Linked DNA regions of Mus musculus: regions 1, 2, 3, 4 and 5 are each linked to region 6. The links are chromatin contacts, called in public Hi-C and promoter capture Hi-C maps. All regions are on one chromosome and are shown on one strand. The core of a region is the stretch at or near the end of the contact, and the rest is flanking DNA. Distances in the headings are between cores, read along the strand shown.

What was found. Promoter capture Hi-C pulls out the DNA fragments that hold promoters and counts their contacts. Hi-C and Micro-C count contacts between places; a contact is called where the count stands out from the background.
Region 1: a promoter capture Hi-C map of liver shows a contact between it and region 6, with 4 times the contacts expected there. The contact joins the promoter of Dcaf8 here to the promoter of Dusp12 in region 6. A contact is called at or near these places in 2 of 39 promoter capture datasets (both in liver) and 1 of 115 datasets of contacts at active chromatin or transcription factors (microglia).
Region 2: a Hi-C map of rod photoreceptor shows a contact between it and region 6, with 6 times the contacts expected there. The contact joins the promoter of Ncstn here to the promoter of Dusp12 in region 6. A contact is called at or near these places in 1 of 39 promoter capture datasets (pre-B cells), 6 of 484 Hi-C or Micro-C datasets (B cells, CD4 T cells, erythroblasts and 2 more) and 2 of 9 other capture datasets (adipose tissue and liver).
Region 3: a contact with region 6 is called in a promoter capture Hi-C map of pre-B cells, with 3 times the contacts expected there. The contact joins the promoter of Pea15a here to the promoter of Dusp12 in region 6. A contact is called at or near these places in 3 of 39 promoter capture datasets (liver and pre-B cells).
Region 4: a contact with region 6 is called in a promoter capture Hi-C map of pre-B cells, with 2.9 times the contacts expected there. The contact joins the promoter of Kcnj10 here to the promoter of Dusp12 in region 6. A contact is called at or near these places in 1 of 39 promoter capture datasets (pre-B cells) and 1 of 115 datasets of contacts at active chromatin or transcription factors (microglia).
Region 5: a promoter capture Hi-C map of pre-B cells shows a contact between it and region 6, with 4 times the contacts expected there. The contact joins the promoter of Pex19 here to the promoter of Dusp12 in region 6. A contact is called at or near these places in 3 of 39 promoter capture datasets (hippocampal neurons, liver and pre-B cells).

The regions. Positions count from the first base shown.
Region 1 is chr1:172,145,380-172,149,853 of GRCm38.p6, reverse strand. Dcaf8 (DDB1 and CUL4 associated factor 8) reads right to left here and starts at 1,839. Exons shown (of 14, transcript NM_001357204.1): 1 at 1,516-1,839; 2 at 533-605.
Region 2 is chr1:172,081,361-172,085,695 of GRCm38.p6, reverse strand. Ncstn (nicastrin) reads left to right here and starts at 2,947. Exons shown (of 17, transcript NM_021607.3): 1 at 2,947-3,095. The coding sequence starts at 3,014. It overlaps Copa (coatomer protein complex subunit alpha), which reads right to left and starts at 3,167. Exons shown (of 33, transcript NM_009938.4): 1 at 2,747-3,167. The coding sequence starts at 2,786.
Region 3 is chr1:172,204,941-172,209,279 of GRCm38.p6, reverse strand. Pea15a (phosphoprotein enriched in astrocytes 15A) reads left to right here and starts at 2,476. Exons shown (of 4, transcript NM_011063.3): 1 at 2,476-2,683. It overlaps Gm17224 (a long non-coding RNA gene), which reads right to left and starts at 2,297. Exons shown (of 5, transcript XR_865735.3): 1 at 26-2,297.
Region 4 is chr1:172,339,906-172,344,113 of GRCm38.p6, reverse strand. It overlaps Kcnj10 (potassium inwardly-rectifying channel, subfamily J, member 10), which reads right to left and starts at 2,904. Exons shown (of 2, transcript NM_001039484.1): 1 at 2,663-2,904.
Region 5 is chr1:172,125,097-172,129,511 of GRCm38.p6, reverse strand. It overlaps Pex19 (peroxisomal biogenesis factor 19), which reads right to left and starts at 2,757. Exons shown (of 8, transcript NM_023041.3): 1 at 2,664-2,757; 2 at 772-881; 3 at 192-357. The coding sequence starts at 2,733.
Region 6 is chr1:170,883,850-170,888,163 of GRCm38.p6, reverse strand. It overlaps Dusp12 (dual specificity phosphatase 12), which reads left to right and starts at 2,624. Exons shown (of 6, transcript NM_023173.2): 1 at 2,624-3,097. The coding sequence starts at 2,757.

The DNA of each region.
Region 1 (4,474 bases), core at 590-3,089, 1.3 Mb before region 6:
AAGAAAGAAAAGAAATCCCACTACCTTTTGAAAAGTTGTGCCTCTGAGGCTAACTGGACTTAGATACCAACTAAATGGAGGCTCACTCTTCGATCCTAGCTTTTAGTCAGGAGTGGTTAATTACTCTCCAGATGGCATGGATGATAAGTTCTGGGTTTGGGAGAACAGATCTGACTTGACAAAAGGCTAAACAGAATTCAGGCAACCCAGTTCTCTATGTTTTAACAGTCTAAGACAAGATCCACGGGAAGACAAAACACAATGCAAATAAATAACGGGGGAATAGAAAACGAGGTGCAGACTGCTCACTCGACGCTTAAGCCATTTGAAGACACACAACAACAGTGTCGGGCAGCAGGTCAAAATACAGCCAATTAAATTTGTAAGAAATTTAACCAAAATTGTAACAAAGCTGCTAACAATATCCAAACTTGCGGAAACAGGGGTAACAATTGTTGAGTTTAGCGGTCTGCACTTTCGCATGAGGAAAGGGTCTTGAATTGAGGAATTAAACGCCTTCAATGCCACTCACCTTCCTGCTTTTATCGCCGACCGAAGTCAGGCCCAAGATCCTGAGAAAACTGGTCTGGAGGTTCGCTGAAGAACTGAGAAAAGTGAAAGTTTACATGGCAAAGGCGTCTCTTCTGAAAGTAGCCAAAATATTTATGACCACACTTTAATGTTTTTTTTTTTAAAGTCTCCTCACAACTATTTAAAACCAAAACAACTTACCTAACTCAATTCTGACTACTGAACAAAACCCATGCCCGTAATGGAAACACAAAGGATTAACACAAGATTTAAACGCCAGGCAAAGTTATCTCCCAGCTCCACCAAGGCTAAAGAGTCACTTATGAGGAAAACCTGTATCTTTTCAACTCTTAAACCAAACCACCCGTCTCAAGCAAACTCCGGAGCAGGGGGGGGGAGGGGAGAATCCGCGGGAGAATGTGATCGCTCTAGTGCGGGTTTGTTTACAGACTACACCAACAATCATGAGTCAGAAATTCAAGCCGCCAGATGCTTTCCAACTAATAAGGACCAAGCGGGACCGTTCTAAGGTGTCCTAAAAGATTTCGGGACACGGGGAGGGGAAGTACATTAAGAGAACTAGATCACAAAGCATTCAAGAACAGACTGCCAGTTTCTTGGACCTCGGCCTTCCGTACGAGGTGCTGGGCCTGAGATCTTGGGATGGGGGAAGGGGGCACACTGCGCGGTGGCCCTGAAGTGACTAGGAGACGCCAACAGAGCCGGGTCCCCAAATTATAAAGGGAGAAATGAGAGTTTACGAATGGGTCACCGGACGAACGAGAAGCCCCTGTGAGTCATGGGGTTGGCCCTAGGGGGCAACCCCGTGGACCGACCCGGGCAGAGGACGAGTCCTCCCAGCACCGACTCGGAGGAGGGGAGTAAGACTTAAAGTCCGGGAGTTTTAGGAAAGGGATCGGGCCTGTCCTGCGGGGAAGCGGTCAGGGAGAGGGGGGAACAGGCCGAGCCGGACGAAACACGGACCCGGTAGGTCAAGGGGAGGGCGTCCGGCTGGGGCAGTTACAAGCACGGGAGCTGGCGAGGCCCGGCAGCCCGCTTCCCATCTAGGGTCATCCTTCTGCCAGCGGATGCTCCGACTGTTCCAGGCCCAGCCGCCCCGTCCACTGCCGCCACCAACGCCGCCGCCATCTTACACTGGCCAGCGGCAGCCACCACCACCGTCTCGGGTCTCCGCGCCTGCGCCTGCGCCGTCACGCTTTCCGGCGGGGTTTGCGACGCTGTGCTGGAGGAGACTGAGCGAGAGCGGTCCCGCGAGCTCTGGGCTCCCAACCCTCCCGGTGGCCGCACAAGGGGCGGAGCCTCGGGCCAACCGAAGCCGCGAGGGGCGCGTGCGCGGGGCGGAGGAGTCAAGTTGTTTTCGTACTTTGAGAGTGATGGCTTGTCTCCTGGTATTCAAAACACATGCGATCTAGGGGCTCCTTGGAGTTGTGCCGGAAAATGAACCTCATTCCAAAGGCTCTGGCAGGCAAACTTCTAGGTGTCCTCCAGGCCTGAGGTTCTAATTCTTGCCATATTTTTTTGTTTGTTTGTTTCCTTGTTTAAAGAAAAACCCCTTTCTCCTTTCAGGCTCAAAGCTGCATTTCCTTCAATGGCTTCTTAAGAGGCCTTCTGCCAGCACCCATTTGTCCATTTGTTTAAAAGAGTCACTAAGGTTTGGGGATGTTGGAATGCTTCCTAAGGGTCTAAAAGTTTTAAAAGTTTGATCCCCACACCTGGGGGTGGGAGTGACACGGCTTAGAAACAGGATTTATTTATTCATTTGAAACAGGATCTTTCTACCCGGGCTGTCCTGGAACTGTAGATCTCACAGAGATCACCCACCTGCCTCTGCCTCTCAGGCGCTGGGATTAGGATTAAAGGCGCTCAACGCTGCAGAGTTTAATTTTTTAAATGAGCATACAAACTAACAGGTTACAAACTAGCACTCAGGAGGCTGAGACAGGATATACACAAGTTGGAGGTCAACCTAGAACAACGGATAGTAAGTTCGGGGCTAGAATAAGTCCTTCCCCGATCCCCAACACACACACACACACACACACACACACGCAATAGGTTTCCATGTGGCATTTTCATATGTATGTGTCATGCCTGTTTCTTCATGGCCCCCTTCCCACTCATTTTCCCCTTCTTGGTTACCTTCCTCCAATAACTACCACTAAGTTTTGTGACTAGTGTATACTCCATTCTCTTTTCTTAGCTTTCCTTCAACTCTCTTTATATCTCTTCCTTGCCTCTCAGTCTCCTGTCTACTTTGTTGTTAAATATGAATACGTGTGTGTAATTAATAGACATATGTATACATGAACTTAAATCCAGATTCTGCATATGGGAGAGGACATGCCATATTTGTCTTTCTGAGTCTAACTTATGTTGTTTATAATCTGCAAATACTATTTCATTCTTCATAGTTGATGGATCCTATTGTGTATATATTCTATATTTTCTTTAATTCATTCATCTGTTGATAAATATCTAGGTTTATTCATAATTTAGCTGTTGTGAAAATACAGCTAAAACATGGATACGCCACATAACTCTGCAGGTTGCTGGTTTTAGGTAACCTCTGTACACTACTTTCTGCTGACACCTAAAGGAAACCTAACCAGGATTCTAGGATTCCAGATTACTCCTAGCTAGCAGGCTGGAGCATTCTTATTTGTAGCAGAAAAATCTAGTAGGATCATTATATCCAGGGTAGGCAGTAGAATAAAATAATTGTTTTTCACTGTTTAGGGTAGACATCAGAATGAAGAGTTTTTTTTCCTGGAAGTAATGTTTTTGTTTTGTTTTGTTTGTTTTTCCAGACAGGGTTTCCTTGCCCTGGCTGTCCTGGAACTCACTTTGTAGACCAGACTGGCCTTGAACTCAAAAATCTGCCTGCCTCTGCTTCCCAAGTGCCAAGACTAAAGGCGTGCGCCACCACTTCCCGGCTTTTTTGGAAGTAATTTGACCTTGAAAAAGATCCTTATAGAAAACCGAGGTGCTTTCTCTCATCTATGGGGTTGTTCTTCTGAAGGAGCTTTACAGTCTTTCAGTGACTTCTGGGTCACAAGATGGTCCTGGCACACCTGCAATACCTTGCATTATCGAGGATTGCAAACAGTACACAGTAAGGACTAGAGTTGTAGGGTGGTTTTCTTCAGGAAACATAGAGCTTTTTAGGGTCTTTAGTATAAAGGAATTTATTCCCCCCTGCCCCGGAAAAAAAAAAGAACAACTTGTGTAACAATCAGTAAACATACTTTTGGGCAGATGTTCAGTACTCAGTCCACAGAGGCTGACTCTTCCTGATGCCTGCAAGGCCAAGTTTCATCCTGCGCTGTTTCCTTTGGTGTGACTCAGAACACCAAGGTTGTTGAAGATGTTTTAGGTGGGTCTCCTGCATCCCAGGCTGTATCCCGCCTCTACCTCCAGAGCCGGGATTACAGGGAAGCATCGCCATTGCTGGTTTATGCAGTGCTGGAGGTGGAGCCACGGGGCTTTTGGGCATGTTGAACAAGTACCCTAACAACCAAACTACGTCTTCGGCCTCTCTTTCTTTTAACCAGAAGGTTAAGGTACTAAGTACAGACTCCTCAACTCTACCCCATACCAATACCATTCCCCTCCTCCCAGGTGTTTTGAGACAGGAACGAGAGTAGCTCAGAATAGCTTCAAATTCACTTCTGAAACTGCTGCCTCCATCTCCCGAGGGTCGGGCATGTGCCACTATGTCTGATTTTATTCGTTGTTGGGAATCAAACTGAGGCCTTCGTGGATACTAGGCAAGCACTCTATAAACTGAGCTCCATTGCCAGATACATTCTATCCCAAGCTGTCTCTTGTTGACTACTTGCTGAAGTAGACATGTGGTAATTAATACTGTTAACTCGACAAGATCTATAATTAGTTAGCAGGCAAGCCTCTAGGCATGCCTGTG
Region 2 (4,335 bases), core at 1,698-4,197, 1.2 Mb before region 6:
GAGTTTTCACATGGACACACACGAGCCACAGTGCATATGTGCAGGTCTGAGGACAACTTGCAGGTGTCAATTTCCTCCTCCTACCATAAGATATGGGCCCTAGAGACTGAGCTCGGGGCATTAGGCTTGGTGGTAAGCACTAACCACTGAGTCACCCCACTAGTCTATCACATTTTAGGCTGTTTTGGAGATGGACATTTACTTCAGTGGAAGAAGACTGGCTTGTCTAGCTCTGCGTATGATCACTAAAACACGCGCACACACACACACACACACACACACACACCTGTAATGCTACATCTGGGAGGTTGAAACAGAAACACTGAGTTTGAGGCCCAGGTGGGCTATTTAGTGAGGCATTGTCTTTAAAAAACAAAACAATACAACCACCACCACCAAGAACAACAAAACCCTTACTCTTAGAAAACATTAAAATTTCACTTTTAGTTTCTGACTATAAAAAAGATCTACTGAAGGCAGGTGGTGGTAACACACACCTTTATTTCTTTGGGAGGTAAAGGCAGGCAGATCTCTGAGTACAAGGCCAGCTTAATCTACACAGTAAATTCTGGGCAAGCCAGGGCTACATAGAGAAATCCTGTCTCGGAAAACAAACAAACAAACAAAACCACCAAACCAAACCACCAAACCAAACCAAACCAAACCTACAAACAAAAAGGTCTACAGAAGATACTTCTATAGATAATCTTGGCCAATTGGTGACAGGCACCTTTACCCACTGAGCCCTTACTGGCTTAGAACATGTACATTTAATGTTTTGGTAAATTTTTTTCAAGTTTTTTCAGGGCTAAGGTTTCTCATTGTAGTCCTAGCTGTTTAGTGTAGGCTGGTCTCAAACTCAGATATCTGCCTGCCTCTGTGCCACCACACCAGGAATGCTTGGGCTTTTCACAACATGGCCTCACATTGTTGTCTAGGTTGGTCTCAAACTTGCAGCAACCATCTTGCCTTAGTCTCCCATGTGCTGGGATTACAGGAGTGAGTCACCACATCCAACTCTGGTAGCTAGTCCTTAGTTGTAAAAATATTATATGAATATACTCTCATAGCAAGTTAATGAAGGCACTATTTTGCATGATGTTTCTTTTATTTTTACGGTAGACTCTTTAACACCGTCCCGTGGAGCGGGCAGTTGTGAACCACATGTCATGAGTGATGGGAACGACATACTGTGCGGACAGTATGCCCTCTTAACTGATTCAGCGATCTTAATGAACTCTCAAATACTGATTTCCCTAATGCCTTTCTAGTGCACAAGAAGAAATCTGAAAAGAGCTCATAGAAAATGAAGACTCATTTCAACTACTCAAATACCAGAGACTCGTTTGTGTTTGTTCTTTTTATTAAGTACATGCACAGGTGAGTTCAGGTGCCCACAGAGCCCAGAAGAGGGGTCAGGTCACCTGGAGCTGGAATTACAGGTGGATGTGAGCTGCTGAATGGGGAACCAAACTCATGTCCTCTGAACAGACAGTAAATCTTAATTGGGCCAACTCTTCAGCCCTAGAACCTTTTTTTTTAGAATAGGATCTCAGTGTGTCTCAGTGTAGCTTTGATTGGCCTGCCGCTCGATACGTTGACCAGGCTAGCCTCCAACTCACAGAGATCCACCTGCATCTGGCTCCTGAGTGCTGCAATTAAAGCCACCATGACTGGCACCACACATGATAATTCTTTTCTCTTCTTCTTTTTTTGCCATTTCGAGATAAGGTCTCTCTATGTAACCCTGGTGGTACTAAGAATTCTTACTGGCACCCTTTATAATCAAATTTCCCATGACACTTAGAAACTGCCCAGAATATAGCCTCCATTAAAGAACCTCCAGTTTCTGAATTACTAAGTCTTGCCAGGCACTATTATAAACACAGTTAATGTACTTTCTCATTTTAATTCTCTTTATAAGAAAGTGTTAACTATCCTTATTTTTAAAGATAAGAATATAGAGATTTAGAGATAGTAAGGAGACACCTTAAGGCGGCTTGTTAGTAGACGTTTCAGAATTCCTAAGCAAGTCTGACTGACTCCAATAAACAAATTCTGAACCACTTCACTATAATGCATATCATGAAATAGTCCAGATATATTTTTTATCAGATTTCCATAGACTTAATTTTTCTAATATCGACATTTTCAAAGAGTGTGATCTCAGGCCTTTGTCTTTCAAGACTTATCACCAAAAATTTAGCTGTTTACCTGGTATTCAAATCTAACACAAAGCATCTGTATTTCACCGGACAATCTTACCCAGGCTCGGGACCTGGTGGGGCAGTAGGCCTCCATTCTCTCACTCCAAATAGGCCAAAAATAAATAAATAAATAAATAGTCCAGCGGAAGCACTGGACATGGAAATGGAGCAGACGGGCTACTGGAGTAGCCAGTGACAGAAGCTGAGACTCAAACCCCAGAAACACTCCATACAACCTGGTTATCAGAAAGCATCCAAGTCATAAGGCCTTAAGAACAGAAAGGGCTGGCACACCCCCCCAGAAGAGGTGGCTGGAAGGAGTAGGGAGCCGGCCTAAGGTTAACGAGCCACGACACGATAAGTTCCAGGACATACGAAGCAGCACGGACTGCAGACTACTCCACTAACCCTAAGCCGCTCCCTCGGTTATTCCTCCGGGTTCTTCCAGGAGGCCCGACGCGGTCAGCGAGTCCTGCCTTAGTGACAGCACCACTACCCCCAACACCCAACCTCCGCTGTTCCCGTTTCTTCTCCACTACCTTTGACCCGCGCGCTCTTCGTCTCGAATTTGGTTAGCATCCTTCAGGCCTCGGGCTCCTAGGTCAGGTTAGCGGGTCCCGCCGCTCCCGGTGGCACTCCCAAGGCTTCCACGTCAGCTACTCCCGGGTCGCGGCTCCCGGAAGCTCCTCGGACAAGGACTTCCGGTCTCTGGAGCGCTGGGCCACAGAGACGATGCTAGCGGAAGCCTAGAGAGGCCGCTACGAGTCTGGAAGGGACCTGAGGCTTCCGCCCAGCGGAGAGGCAAGATGGCTACGACTAGGGGCGGCTCTGGGCCTGACCCAGGAAGTCGGGGTCTTCTTCTTCTGTCTTTTTCCGTGGTACTGGCAGGTGAGGTCACCCCACCCCGGAGCTCTGGTCTTTAAGAGGAGCCGTCCGGAACGGCCCATCGCTAGTGCAGGCAATGCCCTTCTGGTTCCGATTGCCCCTCTGTCCCCCGCCCTGGAAATCCTTCTTGTCTTTCGTTCCCATGACATAAGTTCCTCCTTTGCCTGGACCTGCATTTCCTTAGTTCTCTCCAGCCCTTTTCTGGGTTTCCAGCCTGATTCTCTTCAACCTTTCTCGCATGCCTCGTTCTCTGTTTAAAGCCCAGCCACCCCATCAGCCATCAAAAGGGACAGGTGTGAAAAGCTCAGCCCCCTTCCTCCGGTTTAGTATGTTTGAGATCAAAACAGTCTCGTTTCGTGGTCTTTGTGCGACGTTGAAAAAATGAGAGCCCCCGTTTCCTCCTGTTGGTTCTAGCCTAAATTTGTGTTCCTTGTTTTCTTAGCTTACTAAAGTGAGGCTAACGTTAGCTTAGCTGCTTTAAACTGTTAAGAGGGAAGTAATGATTCAAGGAATCTTAGACGTTTAATGTATATGAATATTTTCTTTTTTTCCAATCTAATGTCTATTTAGTGATCTTTAAATTATGAAGTACAATCAGTAACACACCTGTAATTATTTATAGTGTGTTCAACTAAGAGTTAAGCAAAGATATATATATATATCTTTCTAGGTAAGCCCTGAAATGCAGCCATTTCCTTGTATAGCCATGACTCCGTCTTTCTCAACATTCACATTGCTTTTGATTAGCTTCAAGGGAGGAACTGTAGCTGTCCCATACTCTAGGTGTGTGGGCAAATGGTCTGATATTTCATTAACTGACCAGGTGTGTGGCATAACGTTTCTTCTCCTAGGTCTGTTCAGATTCTTAGGTGGTTTTTGTTGTTAGTGCTTTTCTTTGTTTGGTTTTGGCAATCTATATTCTTAGACCAGAGCTCTTTTGATAACTAATTAGTAATGTACAGGCAAGCTAAAAGAAGCAGACTTGTTTAGCCCTGAAACTTGACGCCGGCACATCTGAAGTCAAAGACTTTTGACAATCACCTTTTAGCTTTATAATTAATCGATCATCATGGAGTCTAATAACTTTCTAAAATACACAGCTAGGTCCTCTTTACAATACTTATGTTCCAATAATGTGGCCAAGAAGTGAAAAGAATGATCATTAATCTTGTGTTAGACAGTATGATCGTGAATGCTTTACTGAAACCATGAATCGAGCTGATGATGATAGAGGCTAATACCA
Region 3 (4,339 bases), core at 1,227-3,726, 1.3 Mb before region 6:
GGAGTCTGTTTGAGGTGATGCACACCTTTAATCCCAACACTCCGGAGGCAGAGCAGGCAGATCTCTCTGAATTGGAAGCCAACCCTGTCTACAGATCGACTTCCAGGACACCAGGGCTATACAGAGGAAACCTGTCTTAGAGAATAAACAAACAACAAAAAACACATCAACAACAAAACAACAACAAGAAGATGGGCTCGGTGACTTCCACAATGGAAACAAACCTTCTCCAGACCTTCAATTGAAGAATGGGCTTTGAATGGAGGCAAAGGAATTAGGACAGGGACATCCCAGTCAAAGCAAACAAAAACAAAGAAACAAACCTCAAAAGCATTAGCAAGGTGTGTTAGTCCCACCAGAGGTCTGAAAAGTAAAGAGAAATTCAAGTTGTGGCCACGAGGTTGGGTAAGCATAATGGGGTTGTTCTGTAGAGATGTCTGAACTGAATCCTATGAACTGGGGAAAGACAAAATTTCATCTGGTAGCAAAAGCCAGGATAGACTTAGGGAGGAGGGGTCATGTAAAAGCAGAGGCAAGGAACCCCGTTTCAGAAACTGTTTTGATCAGAGTAAGTTTGGGAGGATCTGGCCTGTGTAGTGGTTGTCGTAATGAGAGGGCATTGCTATTGGAACCAAGAGTATCCCCTAGACTTAGATCTATTGGGCTTCTATAAAAAGGACTCGTGCGCACCCGTACTCCGCAGGACAGGCTCAGGTGGGAGTAAACATATACAAGATGGGAGCATGAAAGGACCAAACTCCCGAATAAGCTTCTAAATAAGGAAACATCCTTTGTTGTTGTTTATGGATAGGGTATCACTATGTAGCCGAAGATGGGAATAATCCTGCCTCAACATTCTAAGTCTTACGGTGGTATATCACCATATTATGCATGCTACTAGTTTTTGTTAAGGCAGAGCAAAGTTATTGGATGTCTAAGTATAGAAAAATGAGTCCTAAGATTAGAAAAGTTGTCACTCTCCACAGTCAAATCCAGGAAGTATTCTTAGGGAAAGCGACAGAAGTATATAAAGCAGAAACCAGATATCTAATCGACCTAATCACATGTAATGGATAACTAATAGGTAATTGGGTATTAGGTTACATCATAAAAATATTATGGGATTCACTTCATATAGATCAAAAGATACTAGACTACATGTCTTTGATTTTTTTTTTTTGCACCTATCTGGTACCAGTCCCTAAAAACTTTATTATTCCTGATTCTCAGAAGAACCCTATGAAGTGAGACTGGTATCCTCAACTTTATGGACTTAATTTGTCTATGGAAACAGAATAAGTATAAAGTCCACATTCTCTGTGTTTTGCTCTGCCTCATTTGTCTCATGTAAATGTGGTATGTCTATGCAAAAGTGTACAGTCACTCTGTGTCTCAAAGATGGGTCAACATGATAGATTCCGACCCTACAGCGACTCAGAAACAAAAGCAACTTCTGAGGGTATATTAGTTACCCTCAAAGGAGCAATGGGCAGCCATGTGGGGGGTGGGGGTGGGGCTGGGGGTAAGAGGAGCAAAGAGAAGAACTATATATGAAACCTAAGGCACAGGACCAGGACCTGCTCCTCCCAGAAGAAGGGGCTCATCTTAGGCTTCTGGAAGGGTCTCTGATCAGCTGGACCTGAAGGCAAAATGGGGTGTTCCTGGTGGTGTGCAAACATTGAAGCCGTTCTCAGGGTCAGGCACTTGCAGAGCTGAGCTGACGCCCCTCATGGAGGTAGGGTGAAAATCGGATGCTTCTCCAATTCTCCCTCCTCCCTCCTCCCTCTTTCAGCCCGGCTGAGTGAGCCTCTGGAGGAGGAAAGTCCCTGAGGTGTAGGGGAAGTGAGAATTATCACACTGGGCCTAGGCAGAAGGACAGAGCTAGGAGACAGCTAAGTGTGGCTTTGTTGTCTATATTTGCATGCTGAGCTCATGGCTTTTTTCCTCCAGAAAATAAAATTACATCATAGTGTGTGGGGGTGTGGGGGTGCGTGTGTGGGGGTATATTTGGGAAAGGCAGGAGGTGCTCAGGGGTCCAGCTGCTATTATACACAAGAGCTCATGGCCCCGGGCCAAGTAAAAGAGATTTCCCTGTTGCTGCCTGCCCCTGTCCCATTTTTATTCCTAGCGTGGATAAACTTGACCGTTTCCTACTGAGTCTCTGATCTATAAGGCTAGGAAATAGGATTTCTAAATACCAAAGCGAAGTAGCTAAGAGAACCCAGAGGCCATAGGTCTTCCAAATCCCCCAATCCAAATTGATCTGCCTTCCAGGGGTCCTGGCCATCGTGACCAACCAAAGGTCAGAGGGCAGGAAAGTGACCCATTAGGAAAAAAACGAGGATCTTCTCACAGTTTAAGGGGAAGAGTCCATATTCCATCCCAGTCCTGCCCCCATCCTAGGAGCCTTCCAGAACCCCAGTCCCCAGTCCCTGTCCCCTCCTGCTTCCCCTCCCCCTTTCCTCCCCGCTCCCCGCCCCCCGCCCCTCCCCGGCTCTGACATCACCGGCCAGTCGGGTGGGGTGAGGCGGTGCTGGGCTCAAGCTCTGCTCCACGGGCGGAAGAGGCGGCGGCGGCAGGATCGGCGGCAGCGGTGGCAGGAGCCAAGGAGCAGGCTCCAGACGCTGCTTAGGAACCGGGGACCCGGGAGTGCCCGCACCCTGAGCTCTCAGCTCCGGAGGCGGTGAGAGGGGCAGAGGGAAGATGTGTCGTGGGGAGGAGGTAGATTGGGGATCTGGGTTTGGAGGGTCACGATCCCGGACGCAGGGGACAAATAGGGGAGCTTGAGGATTCAGACAGGTCCACGGTGTCAGGCTCCATGGGGTCCTTCTCTGTCCATGCATCCAGAGACTGGAGAGTGTCACAGGCAGCGTGGCTTCATCCGCCCATTCCGTGCTGAACAGCAGTTTGGGAGTCCGACGGGGCCTGGGGATTAGGATGTAGCCTGCTTCCCGCCCAGCCGGCCGAGCCAGGCCAGCTCCCGCCCCTCCCTCCTCGCTTTAGCTTCGGACTCGCCTCTGCAGGCGTCCAGGCTCAGCTCAGCCCTGCTTCAGTTCCTCCGGCAGCAGGCAACTGGTCTGGGTACTCTCACACCCAGTTTACTGCATCTGAGGAGAGTGGGATTGGTGGAAGCTTGCCCAGAGGAAAGGGGCTGGGGATACATAGGAATGATGTAGCCAATATAAAGACACTAATTTTTAAAACAATCCTTGTCAAAACCGACAGGGACAGAAACACACCTTTAAGAAAAAAAAAAAGACAGCCAACCACACAGTGACACACACCCATGTGACTTACACACATCCTCTCATACAAACCAAATCACAACACCCCTGCACTAGGCATCCACCCACCCACCACAACCCGTTTGTTACCTCCCATGTGGAGTCTCCTTGACCAGCATCAGTCTTAACACGAATGTTCAGTAGTGGGTGGAAAGGACCACTGTCCACAAACACACCCAGATTTTACAGTTTTAGTGGGCAATACCTCAAGGACTGGTGAGCCTGTGCTCTTACCTGGGTGAGGGGCTTCTTGTGACCTTTGTTGCTGACTGCCAGTTTAGAGCATAGGGTACCTGGGAGTGGCTAGAGCCTGGACATCAATATGGCCAAAGGATGGAGGAAGGAGTAGAAGCCAGGGAGAGGGTGAAAAGAATGAGTCAGCCAAGGATGGAACCCAAGTCAGGGGGAGAGAGAATGAGAGGAATGTGTGAGAAGACAGGGAGAGCTGACCAGAGAGCCACAGAGAAAAGGAAAGAGGTGGCCAGAGGCACAGGAAGGGTGCTGGAGAGGACGAGAATCTCAAGTTAGGGAGCCTTGTTTCTCTAGGTTCCTGTGTTTGGCCCCCCAGGCTGTATATTGTTTCTCTAGGTTGTGCGTCTGGCCCCCCCAGGCTGTAGGAGCGATTAGCGTTAATTGCTCTTCCCTTTGCGGTTAAACACTCTCGTGGGGAGACCGCCAGCAAGCTCTAGGCTGCCAGCTTCCCTGGCCGCCTACTACTTGTGTGACACCTGTGCTCGGCAGGTGTACATACGCTGTCATACATAAGGGCACAGAGCCACACTGTAACACACCACACACACACACACACACACACACACACACACACACACACACACACACACACACACACACACACACACACACACCTTCATGTACACTGTCAAGATGGCCATCTCCGCCGGCTGGTCAGTAGCCACCCAGTATGCATCAGTCCCTCCCAAGCCGCTGCTCTCTCTTTCCATCCGGAAGGCTCATCCCTTCCTTATGGTAGCTCTGGGTACTTAGGTGGGAACACAGAGTCTTACCAAGTTCAAATGTATCCATGGCTACCGCCA
Region 4 (4,208 bases), core at 1,655-4,154, 1.5 Mb before region 6:
CTTTGCCCTTTCAAGGTTCTGATGGGGGAAGGGTGGAGAGGGGCCACCCAGGACGTACTCTCTCTATGAAGAATGGTACAACATGGGCACTAGTCTCCAACGGGGGAGAAAATATCCCTTGGCCTTGGACTGAGGTGGAGAGATGAATGCAAAAGTTCCCCATTCTCGGGAGTGGATCTAGGCAACTGACCTTGATTCTGTGCTAAGATATTTGGAGTCCACAACTCCCCTTTCTGGCCAGTCTTCCTGCAGCTTCATCCCAATGGGGTGCCTCATGCTAGTCTTTCTCTCTGCCCCTTCCAGGGCCTCACTACCGTCCTGGACAGCTTGGCCCCAGCCCGGACAGTAGCACCAGTCAGGCAATGGAAGAATCTAGGCCGGAGAAGGGTAGGGGAATGAAGGTTTTCGTTGTTGTTTGGATTTTTTGTTTTGTTCTGTTTTCCTCTCATCCCTAAAAAATATTTTTGCAGGAAAATTTAGGGACTCATATCACTTTCCCTCGTCATCAGTGCTTCGGCCCTCAACCCATCTTTGCATCTTGTCTACACAAATCCAGCCTAGGATGCCCGAAGATCTCCTTCATGGAAATGGACCTGGCTACACAACCCACCTACCAAAACCTTTGAAACTTTTATCCCACCAGTCCCAGCACAAAGGAGAAGAACGTCATACAGATCCCAGCCTCCCTGGTCCCTAGGGGTAAGAGGGAGAGGAAGGTACCTGGGTCTTCTGCCAGTCACTTTCCTTCAGGCCCAAGCCAGCAACGCTGGAGTACAAATGAGCGCATGCAGATAGAGTACAGGGGGCCGTAGAGAGAATTTGGGAAATGTCACTCACGTAGCTCCCACATAAATATATGCTCCCCCCCCCCCAAGGTATATGGGCACATGCTGGAGAGATGCTATCCATGCCCCCAAGGCAAGGGAAATCAGTTGGATCCTGCTTTAGAGCTACACAAGGAATGGGCCCATCGCCCCCCCCATCACCCCCAGCCAGTGGAGTCATTGCCATCTGATATCCACTGAGACAACTTGGCTGCTCTGGGCTCTGGCTGGGGGCTGGGGGGATGGCTCAGAAAACAGCAGGTCCTTTCAGGACCCAGGTTGGCAAGGGCTTTGGGAGGCTGGACTGGCCCAGATCACCCCCTAACCCCCCCTCCTTTCTTTCCTCCCTTGCCACCAACACTAAAGACCGGGAGGGTGGTGAAGGGGTTGGCACCGCCTGGGTCAAGCCTACTGCCTCTGCAGTCCAGCCCTGGACCCTCTCCCTGGCACAGTGCCTTCCCTGCCCCCTCTTCCCCTTTTCCTCCTCCCTGAAGAACCAGCTAGGAGCCAGGACACCTGGTTCCTTCTAGACTTGGTCCCCATACTCAGTCTACCCCCCCGGGGACCTGACAAACCCTGCACTTTGGCAGAGGCTAGAATCTCCATCATTCCAGGAACATATTCAAAACTCCTTGGAGATCAGGGAAAAGTGTTCAAGATGAAACTCGATTGAGCTCATGGTAACTGCCGGCTCATGGCGCCAGTCTCTCCATGCCCACTCTGTGCCTTCCATGTAACCCCAAACAGGAGGCTCCCAAGGCGTCTTTTACCATCTCCTGTCCTCTTGGACTACCTAAAGCCGCCTGTCCCATAGGGAGAAAAACATTTCAAACACCACAGCAAGGGCTCTCTGGCCAGAAACCTCTCATCAGAATTTGTATCGATACGCAACCTAAGCAGGCTTTAAGCTTTGCCTTCCCTTGGATCCAAATCTGTCTTTATTTCTGTGCACCCTCGCCTCTCTCCGTCAGCCTCAGTCTGCCCAGGGCACTTCAGTTACTGAAATGAAATCCCGAGATACCAGAAGTCCTACCCCTAAATTTTTTCTTTCCCAGGTTTGTCCTTCTGGCCATTCTGGGCCTCGGGTCTCCTCCCTAGAATCAGTTCCATCCTAACATGACTGCCCTTGGTCAGTCCCTGATGGGGCAAGACAGAGAGTGGGAGAGGGGATCCCTAAAGGATGAATTCATAGGCACTAATCTACCCTGCTCCAGAAGAAACATCTTCTTCTGAGATTGTCCTTGTGAGGCAATTTCAAGGATTGAGGGATGTCGGTAGGGAGGGGGTCTCAAAGTGGGAACCCAGAAGGAAATGAAGAGGGTCCCAGGCACATCAGGGTGACTGCGTCTTCTAATCTAGTGCTTGTCTTTCTCCCCATGTGTAAACAAACTGGTGCTCAGAAGACCGTCAATGAGTGTCACTGTGTGAATGTCACTGCAAGGGGGAAGGGCTGGAATCAGGAGTAACTTATCTCTACTGGGAGCAAGGGGCAGTGTCTCTATTCCTGTGTGGGTGGGTGCAGGCTTATGTGTGGTAATTAATTACTCTAGTAACCGGATGAGCCCCATGCAACTGCAGGTCTGCCAAGTGTCATGAGGAGGGGATATCATGGAAGCCCCTTTCTTAGATGGAAGACCCGAGGTGAATAACCTGAGTAAAGTACTCTTGATGAGGGGCCCTTCCCAGGAAAGTCCACTTGGAACTGCCAAGACTGAAGGAGGGAGACCCGGATTGTACTGATAGGGTACAACCAGCTTCCGTAGGGACCAAAGGGTTAGGGGGATCCGATGGATAAGTGGATAGGACCCAGCACTCCTTTATCAGGGCCAGAGTCTTACCTTGGCTCGAAGGTGAAGTGGCTGCTCTGATAAATCGCGGGGCAGCGGGACAGATGAACAGACGGGGCGGGCAGGAGCGGCGAGCGGAGCTGTGCGACAGGCAGGGCCAAGACTCTTAAACCCGGAGCTGGAATCAGATAAGGGTTTGTCCGGGGGCCGGGGCCGGGGTCGGGCCGGCCGGGGGCAGAGTTGGGCCGGGCCGGGCCGCCCCCTCCCTCTGCAGTGCCGAAGCCAAACTTTGTGTGAATGGAGGGGCCCGGCGGGGGTCGGGAGGGCGGAGGCAGAGGGGGGAGCTTGGAGCCGGCCAATGGCAGATCGGAGCGCCAGATCAGCGCCTGGGGATTGGAGAGATTTGGGCAAGGCAAGGGGCGGGGCTTAGGGGATAGGAAGCGCAAACCCAGACGGACTAGGGTGCAGAAACACTCGAAGAACAGAGACCCAGACAGAGTCCCGGAGAAAGAGAGATGAAGAGACGATACGCGTAGCGATAGAAGCCGAGCTGGCAAGATGACAGGGGGGAAGAGAAAGAAGAAAAGTGAGGCGGCCGTGTCAGAATGGAGGAACCAGGACGAGGGCCGCGGGGGCGGGACTGGGCCCCAGTTAATGAGGTGGAAATGAATTCAGGACGGGCTGCGACTGGGACCGAGACTGTGGCAGACTTGGCCTGGGTTCCTGGGGCTACAGGGCTCTGGCATCCTGTACAATTTCCAAGTTATTCGCTGTTCCCTGTGTAGAGAGTGCGGCGTGGGGTGCAAAAGAGGACCAAACATCATCTCCATCTGCAGCAACTTCTCCTGCAAGGAAAAATAAGCCGCAGTACGGTGCAAAGTGTGGGAGACATCCAAAGCTGTGGAAGAAGAAGGAAGGGTCACTATTTAGGGGGTTCCCCACAAATGTTCGAGGAAAGAGATAACGTCTACGTAGGTTCTAGGAATGCAGGAGGCCCAGGTCCAAGGAGATGGCAGAAAGAATACTGATGACAGAGGAACTGCCATTGTGAAGTCCTGTGGGAACACAGACACATCAGCTTAGGAAATAGCGTCAAACTCTTCCCATCCACTATGTACTCTCATTATCTGATCTGTTTTGAGTGATTTGTACCCTCTATCTGATGCATGGCATACACTAAAGAAGAAAATAAAGACGTCCCACTTTTATTCATAACAGACATTGAACTACATATCAATAGACTGCTTTACTTACTGTGTTAATATAAATTCAGGATTGAAAGCAGGGAAACTATATATATTTTAGTTTAGCTTAAAACTCTCAAAATGCATAAGATGAAGAATACATGTGCCTTTTGAAAAGGCCTCTTTGGGGCTGAGGGTGTTGTAGCTGAGAGGTAGAATGCTTGTCTTGGGTTCCATTCATCACCAGCACAGAAAGAAGAATGGGAGGGGGGAGGAGGGAGGGAGAAAGAGAGGGAGGGAGAGAAGAAGGGAGGAAGGAAAGGAAGGAAGGAAGGAAGGAAGGAAGGAAGGAAGGAAGGAAGGAAGGAAGGAAGGAAGGAAGGAAGGAAGGAAGGAAGAAGGAGAGAGGGAGA
Region 5 (4,415 bases), core at 1,508-4,007, 1.2 Mb before region 6:
TTTTTCATTACTTTCCAAAATATCTTACCTTTTTCCTTTTAGTAAGCTAGATTCCCACAGCTCTTTCTCTTGCCTTACACCCCCCCACCCCCAGCCATGGCTGTGACATCATGATGGTCATCAATTTTACAATCCTGGTACTCTCAATCAGTTAAGAGGCCTGTCCAGTATTATGTTTGGGGTTTCCTCACCCACTCTCCCAGCTGCCTCTGAGAGCTTCTGGAACTGCTCCACCAGATGGGGCTCTTCCTCAGCCAGCTCCTTCATTGCCTTCTCAAACTCCGCAGTAGCTTGGGAAGCCAGCTCACTGTCAAACAGTTCCTGGAAAAATTTCTCTTGGGAGGCGAAGAGAGCATCCTGCAAGGGTGGGGTGGGGTGGGGAGGGAGACAACATTTGCCTCCTATAGCATCACCCTGGGGCTAGCCGCTTAAACGAGCTCATATTGGGAAATGAAACATCTCCCCTCCCACGAGCACCTCCACTGAACATTCCATCTACCTCTTCTCCGGAGGGCAGCAAAGACTGGCCACTGAAGGTCTAATATGAGGTAGCATACAAAGCCAACCACTTAAAACCGCTCTTTCCTCTTTCCTCGTTAGCCCTCCGTAAAACCACAGGTCCTCGTTTCATAGGAACTGAGGCCTGGAAGAACACTCAGCAGTGTGAGGCAAAGGCACCCTCTCAGCCACCCCTCTGGCCCAGAGGGCCCCCCATCCCTGCTCTGAGCTGCATGGCCATCCTCCCTCTCCCTTAAGTGGGGGAATTGATACTTTGGCAGTATCTCCTGGCGCTCTCTTCTGGGGTCCTGAAGCGTCGGGAGCCGAGATGGTCGGAGCATGTTCTGGGGAGGGTTTGGCTTTGTCGAAATCATCAAGAGCACCTTCGGAGACAAGAGAAATCATCAAGAGCACCTTCGGAGACAAGAGACGGACGTGGTGGCGATGTTGAGGGTGGAAAGGGCTAGACAGCCGTGTGATTTGAAACAAACTCTTAGGAAAATAATGATACAAAGTGCTGGCTTTCCTGGACTTCTCTCTCTTTTTCTGGTGTCTCTTCTGCCTGGACTACTGGCCAATAGGCTTCCCACCTTCCTTGAGAACCATCTAGTTTGTTGTGACCAGTTGGGAAGGAAACCCTTTTACACAGAACCAGTGTTCATCTCAGAATTAGGAGGAGAGAATTAAATAAAAGCTGTGCAAAGAAATCTCTATATGCACACTATAAAATTCCCTTAAAAAAAAAAAAAAACCCTGCTGGGTCGTGGTGGCGCACGCCTTTAATCCCAGCACTCAGGAGGCAGAGGCAGGCAGATTTCTGAGTTCGAGGCCAGCCTGGTCTACAGAGTGAGTTCCAGGACAGCCAAGGCTACACAGAGAAACCCTGCCTTGAAAAACCAAACCAACCAACCAAACAAACAAAAACCTACACATTTCATCTAACATGAAGAAGAGGGGAGAGAGAGCCTTATTTCTTGGAATTCACTCTGAGGCCTTAGCTAATATCGTCTGTTGAGGAAGCACAGAATATACCACCCGGCTTTCCACCGTTCTGACTACTAGGATACATTCGACAAGAAGGTATTAACTCTTAAATAATGCTCCAATTTAGATCGCCCTTAACAGGCACCTATAGCCTCCTTGGCCTCATATGCAGTAAGCCTGGGCCAGGCCAGTCACTGGGCACTCCTCACTTCATCTGTTCATTTTCTACCTGCTTATATCGCTGTGACTGAGCAAGAGATAAAAGGTTCACCTCTGCCCTGAAAAGCCTGTGTTGTCACCATCACTCTGCCTGCCAGGACTAGGGAAAGGGCACTGGCCTCACTGGCGCAGGAAACGGGAGTGGAGTGCAAGGCCAAGAAAGAGATGAAGGTCCACCATCTTTTCAGGAAGAGGAGACCTTTTCCCCTGGGGCTGGCTCACTTTGTTTTCTCCAAAGGATAAATAAGGGATGTCAGGCATTGTGGTGCCATGCGAGAATGCGGAGGAAGGGACTGGAAAAATCACAAGTTCAGGGCCACTCTACAGTACTCAATGAGTGTGAGGTCAGCCTAAAACTACACGAGACAGTCTCTCAACATCACACTAATTTTAAAAGGAGACTTCTTTGACTACTCGCACGAAAGAACTAAGGGTCTGGTAAAAGAATGAGGAAAGACTGTGCGGTAAAAAGGCGTTTCGGGTTAAGAAAGATACTATCATGGACATATGGACCTTTGGAGCTTAAAGATTATTTTGTTCTGTGAATCCTGCTACTGAAAGGAGAGGCGATTTTAATAATTTACAGAAGGCGATCCTGGTGGGTCCAGCCTGTGATCTCTGTACTCCCAGTGGCGGAGGCTGAAAGACTGCCGCGAGTTCCAGATCAGCCTGGGATACCGAGTGAGAGAGCCTTGCCTCAACAACAATCCGACAATCGAAAGCAAGAGAAGTTTGTAAGGGGCTCGTGAAACAGCTCTTTACGGTTAGTGTTCCCCTTCGCAGGGAGATGTGCGGTTTGGACACAGCCAGCTAATAAAGAGGGCCGGGGTCGAACTCAGACCACCTCCCCCGCTGACCACTGAAGAGATTCTCCCGCCCCGCTCAGAAACCTCAAGTTCCTCTAACCCCCACGATGGATCCTCTCCCCGATACTTCTGGTCTTTCCCATCGTGCACTCTTACTTTCCAGAAGCTCCTCCAGTTCCCGGTCGTCTTCGACCCCAACACCGCAACCTTCCTCAGCAGCCGCCATCTTACTGCCTCCGACTTGCCGTAGGAGGTGGAACCACTGGCGCCACCACATGCCCCGCCCCAACCCCGCCCCCATGACTTGAGCAGCCAATAATATCGTTCTACCGTGCAGGACCGCCATTTTTAAAGGGACAGGAGACTGGGTTTGTTTTTGTTTTTGTTTTTTTTCTTGGGTTGGGCCTCAAACCTAGGTTCTTGCACGTATTAAGCAAGCACTCGGCTACTGGAGCTACAGAGCCACAGCGGTTTGCCTTGAACTAGATAGATTGCTCAAGCTGGTCCAGAAATCGGGGTCTCCCTTCCCCGTCTCCACTTCCAAACTACTTGACCCATGAGGCCCAGCTGTATTGTGGGGGCGGGTCAGAAGGGGTGGGAGGGTTTATTGCGTTTTGCTTGCCCCATCTTTAACCTGGAATCTTTAATCTGGGTTTTGTTTTCAGGCAGGGTTTTCTAATCCTACTGTCTCCACCTCCCAAGGACAGAGATTACAGCACAGGGCTCAGCTAAAATACGAAGCTATTAAACGAGCAATTTTTCGCTTGAGACAGGATTGCCAAATTGAAGCAACCTTGGTTTCATCCTCAAAGCACACGTGGTAGGAGAGATGTCTATCATGTGCTGGCTCTGACCTCCGAATATGCTCCTTGACATATACACAAAACAGATAAACAAAGATCATCCAATTTATTTTTAGCGTATAATGAGCATCTACTGTTGTATACAATCGTGCTGAGCACAGTGAAATCTACAAGTGGATCAGGGATGGTCCTACCTGTAGAGGTTGACTGGAGATAGAATTGGAAACACAGATGTTACTTAAGCAGATTAAAAAACAAGCATTCTTTCTTTGAATCATTTCTTTCAGTTTTCTTTGTGTGTTGGGGGGATTGTCTTGTTTTTGTTTTATCGAGAATGTTCTGTATGTAGCCTTGGCTTTCCTGGAACTCTGTAGACCAGGCTGGCCTTGAACGAAAAAAATACTCTTGACTCTGCCTCGAGGGTGGTGGCATTAAATGCGTGTACCACCACACCTGTCTCTCTTTTCTATTCAGCTGGCAAGAAGTGGCAAATCCCTTTGGAGCTAGAGCAATAGGTGGTTGGCAGCCACCAGATGTGGGTGCTGGGAACTAACCTGAGTCCTCTGCAAGAACAGTCTTTGCTCTAAACAGCTAAGCCATCTCTTTAACCACCATGATATCTTTTTTTTTTTTTTTTGAGACAGCATCTTGCTCTTTAGCCAATTGTTCTGCTTTAACCTTCCAAGAATCCGAATTATGGCTGTGAATTGCTGTGCCAGATTCTTGCCTGACCTTGAAGGAAGAATGTATAAAACTTAAGAAAATATTCCCGTAATATACACATTTTTGAGAAAGCAGTCTTAGTTTGAGGATTATATTTAAGAAAGCAACTCTTAAATCTGAAAACACTAAAGTCCTGTGCTCTTTGGAGCAGCTTTTCCTCCTCAGTCAGGCACACTCCCCCCCCCCCACACACACACACAATGTATGTTCCAGTTTACTCATTGCAGCAATGCTGATAATCAGCATAAATAACCCAGATACTATGAGGAAAACCTAAACACACAACACACATATAAAACTTTAAAATGTCTTGAATTAAAAAAAAAAAAAGATTATGTTCCTGCCATGTATAAAAGGAAGGTGGGGAAAAACACAGTGATAT
Region 6 (4,314 bases), core at 1,375-3,874:
ATTGTTTGGGGATTTCCATGAGACCCCATTGACTGACAACTCAATTAGATGTAACCCAGTCCTGGCACTAAAAGCTTCATTTGGTGACAAGAGATGTCCAGTTGGGAATCTGTGTCCCCCATTATTTGGACATTTCATTTAGATTGCTTTCATAGACATATACATTTTAGGAAGCTCTACTGCATTAGGTTTTCATGCCACCCCACTCATATAAAATTTACTTTTATATCTCTCCCTGCTTTTCTCTTCCCTTCCCCATTTGATCTTTCTGTTCTAGTCAACCCCCAACCCATCATAACTACTCTTCTATTTCCCTTTCCTAGGGAGAGCTGTCTTTCCTCTCTTGTCCCCTACTCTACACTAAAGCTCAGTTGATTCTGTGGATTGTAGCTTGGTTATTGTTGGCATCAGGACCTCCAAACCTATGACATCACATAGGTGACAGGGTGACCTGCAGACATGTTGCCAAGACAACAGGCACCATATTCCCAGAATCTACTTGGCTCATCTCCCACTTTTACCTGTGTTTCATCGTTTTCCATATAAATAAAGGGAACACCTCTCTCTCTCTCTCTCTCTCTCTCTCTCTCTCTCTCTCTCTCTCTCTCTCTCTCTCTCTCTCTCTCCCTCTCTCTCCCTCTCTCTCCCCCCCCCACTCTGTCAGGAGCCATAATAGGAAGCAGATGATCATCCTGAAGTGGCCTGCTTTGGATTATTATATAATCTGCAACAGGTGAGCCCTCATTAAGCAAGGCTGTGAGGGACTAATTTTAGGAAAGATTCCTGCTATTAATATGCTTTTCCTGTTAATATGCTTTTTCTGTTACTATTAAATATATATAACAATCACTAAGTAGTAGCACACCCTTTTGGAGCAGATCTCTGCAGATCCATGAAGATCTTGTCGTGTTGCTATATAGACAAATAGATAACTTAAGTCTTCATGATGATCCTATAGGAATTCCTAAAATTATATCTGATTATTAAGCTCTTTTATAACAGGACTGCTGTTAGGTCCTTTTCTGATAGTCAAAGCTGCAATGAGAAATCTGTCATTCTCCCAAGTATCACCAGTTAATTGCTCTTAGATGGTAACCAGACCTTCTCCTACTCAGAGCACATTCCAAGAGGTTGTAAAACAATTAACCAAAGGTCATTAAAAGGCAACTAACAATTTATTGTAGGTGCTAGGACAGAAGATAAAATACCAACTGGGCTTATCTATACAAACCTTCACTTTATAACTTATGGATTTAAACCTTCAGTGAACCTGTGGAGCTGAGACAGGTGATCGATGTTTAGCTAGATAATCACTCCTAATGGATATGCATGTAAACATTCTCTGCTGTAAACTTCTATTTCAATTTATGATTTGATTTTTTGTGTGAACTTGTGATGAACTTGTAACATGTGATCATGTATTCTGGAAGACGTATAAGTACCAAGGACAAAGAGACACGAAAGAATCATAGAGAACTAAGATCAATGGAGAGCTAAGATCAATAGAGGAGACTTTTTTGCCTTTCCCCACTTAGACTAGATTCTTTTCCCTTTCCCCACTTAGAGAATTTTTCCCTTTACCCACTCAGGATCTTTCTGCTTTTCCCCTTAGATAGCTTTCATAGGAAACTTTTTACAACTTGGTAATAAACTCTATAATTATTTATCTAAGTGTCTTCTCTTCCTGAGACCGGACTAGCAGGCTGAAAGTTAGAGCCCAGCAGTTCCTGCTGAGATAGACATATCTATCTATCTCTCTTGTGGCTTGAAGAAGAGGTGCTAGTTGCCAGAAACTGTAGTTTCTGGCCTCAGAGGATCACAGAAGGCAGATCAGCTACAACAGCACGGTAACTTAGGCTTAGATAAGTAAACGCTTTATTATACAGCATCCCTAAATATCTCAACAAAGTCCTACCCTCCGCCTAAGCTCTTCCCTCTCTACCCCAAAAGCCTCAAGAAGAACATCCCACTCCAGAGCTGCCCCCATCTCTCCCTCTCCCTCCCTCCCTCACTTCTCTTTCTGCCGCCACCTCCCTCCCATCCCCCAATAAAATTCTTACACGTGGAACTGTTTGGGCCCAGTGTACTGTGTTCAGACTCGAGCCTCTATTTTAACACATCAGTTATCACAGCTAATATCCACATATAAGCTTATACATACCAGATTTGTCTTTCAGGGTCTGGGTTACCTCACTCAGAATGATTTTTTTTTCCCGAGTTTCATCCATTTATCTGCAAATTTTATTTTTTTTTTTTAAAATGGCTGAGTAATACCTTATTGTGTGAATGTACCACATTTTCTTTATTCAGTCTTCTGTTGTACATCTAGGTTGTTTCCAATTTCTGGCTATTATGAGGCATCAATAGGCAACATGGTTGGGCAAATGTCTCAAATGGTAGGAAGAGTGGCTTTGCTGGATCTTGAGATAGATTCCCATTTTCCTGAGGAACCTCCAAGCTGATTTCCATAGTGACTGTACAAGTTTGTGGTCCTACCAGCAACGGATGAATGGAGACTTTATTTTTCTGCCTTGGACTTTAGAAGGTTGGGTGGAAAAGCTGCTCTAAATGGAGCTTATTTAAGCACACAGCCCGAGCACGGCTCACATCACCTTCCCCAGAAGCAGTCATTTTCCCTATTGCCATGGTCCTCCCACGGCGCTGCTGAGCGGCTGGAGCTATTCCGACACAGGAGTCAGTCACTCTAGCCGGTGACTTGGTGGCGGGCAGCGGCTGCCTGGCTTCCTGGCTCTGCCATGTTGGAAGCGCAGGGTTCTAACCATGGCTGCGAGCGCCAGGCTCCGACTGCCAGTCCCGCCAGCTCGGCAGGGCACGCCGTGGAAGTGCGGCCCGGGCTGTATCTGGGTGGGGCAGCGGCAGTGGCGGAACCGGGCCATCTGAGGGAGGCGGGCATCACCGCCGTGCTGACGGTGGACTCTGAACCGGCTTTCCCGGCTGGGGCTGGGTTCGAAGGTCTCCGGAGCCTCTTCGTGCCGGCGCTGGACAAACCCGAGACCGACCTGCTCAGCCACCTGGATCGCTGCGTGGCCTTCATCGGCCAGGCTCGCTCCGAAGGCCGCGCGGTGTTGGTGCACTGGTGAGTGCCACGTGCAGGGGGGCGGTGCCTTGCACCGGGTCTCGCCTCTCTGCAGAGGCGCCCAAAAGTGGAGGTTCCAGGCTGTCAGAGCCAAGACCCTCGTTCCTCATCTTCCCTTGGGGTGTGTGGTTCCAATGAGGGTTCCAAAACCCGCCCTTGGTTAGTGTTTTGTTTGATTTCATCTTGCAGCAACTGTCTGTCTGTCTGTGCATCCATCTATCCGTCCATTCGTCCATCGTTCTATCTGCTTGTCTATATTTTGGGGGTTAGGTTAAAGTTTATCAGATTTGTAAGAGAAGTCAGACACTCAAGCCGGCGAATGTAATACAGGTCAGATGTATTGGGGTGAAAATACGTGATACTTCCTCGCCCTAAAGGCCACTGTGATTAACAAGGGAAAAACATGTGACTTTTTGTTTTTTGAGACTGGGTCTTACTGTATAGATCTGGCAGGCCTGGAACTCGCTATGTAGAGCAGGCTGGCTTCAAAAAGCACAGATGTCCACCTGCTTCTGTCCAGAGGGCTGCACACCTTGAGTGTGAAACCATGCTGGAGGATTTTTAATCAAAGTTATACGTGACGGGCAAGTTTAGAGAAACATTCACGGACCAAAGGAAAACTGTACTGACTGGTTTTGTGAGTCAACTTGATACAGGCTGGAGTTATCACAGAGAAAGGAGCTTCAGTTGGGGAAGTGCCTCCATGAGATCCAGCTGTGGGGCATTTTCTCAATTAGTGATCAAGGTCCCACCCACCTGGGCTGGTAGTCTTGGGTTCTATAAGAAAGCAAGCCAGGGAAAGCAAGCCAGTAAGGAACATCCCTCCATGGCCTCTGCATCAGCTCCTGCTTCCTGACCTGCTTGGGTTCCAGTCCCGACTTCCTTGGTGATGAACAGCAGCATGGAAGTGTAAGCTGAATAAACCCTTTCCTCCCCAACTTGCTTCTTGGTCATGATGTTTGTGCAGGAATAGAAACCCTGACTAAGACAAAAACGGTTCACATTCTTGGAATAATTAAGACTGGACAGTTGTATAGAAAAGTGATTGAGGCTGGGCGGTGGTGGCGCACGCCTTTAATCCCAGCACTGGGGAGGCAGAGGCAGAGGCAGGCGGACTTCTGAGTTCGAGGCCAGCCTGGTCTACAAAGTGAGTTCCAGGACAGCCAGGGCTATACAGAGAAACCCTGCCTCGGAAACAAAAACAAACCAAAAAACCA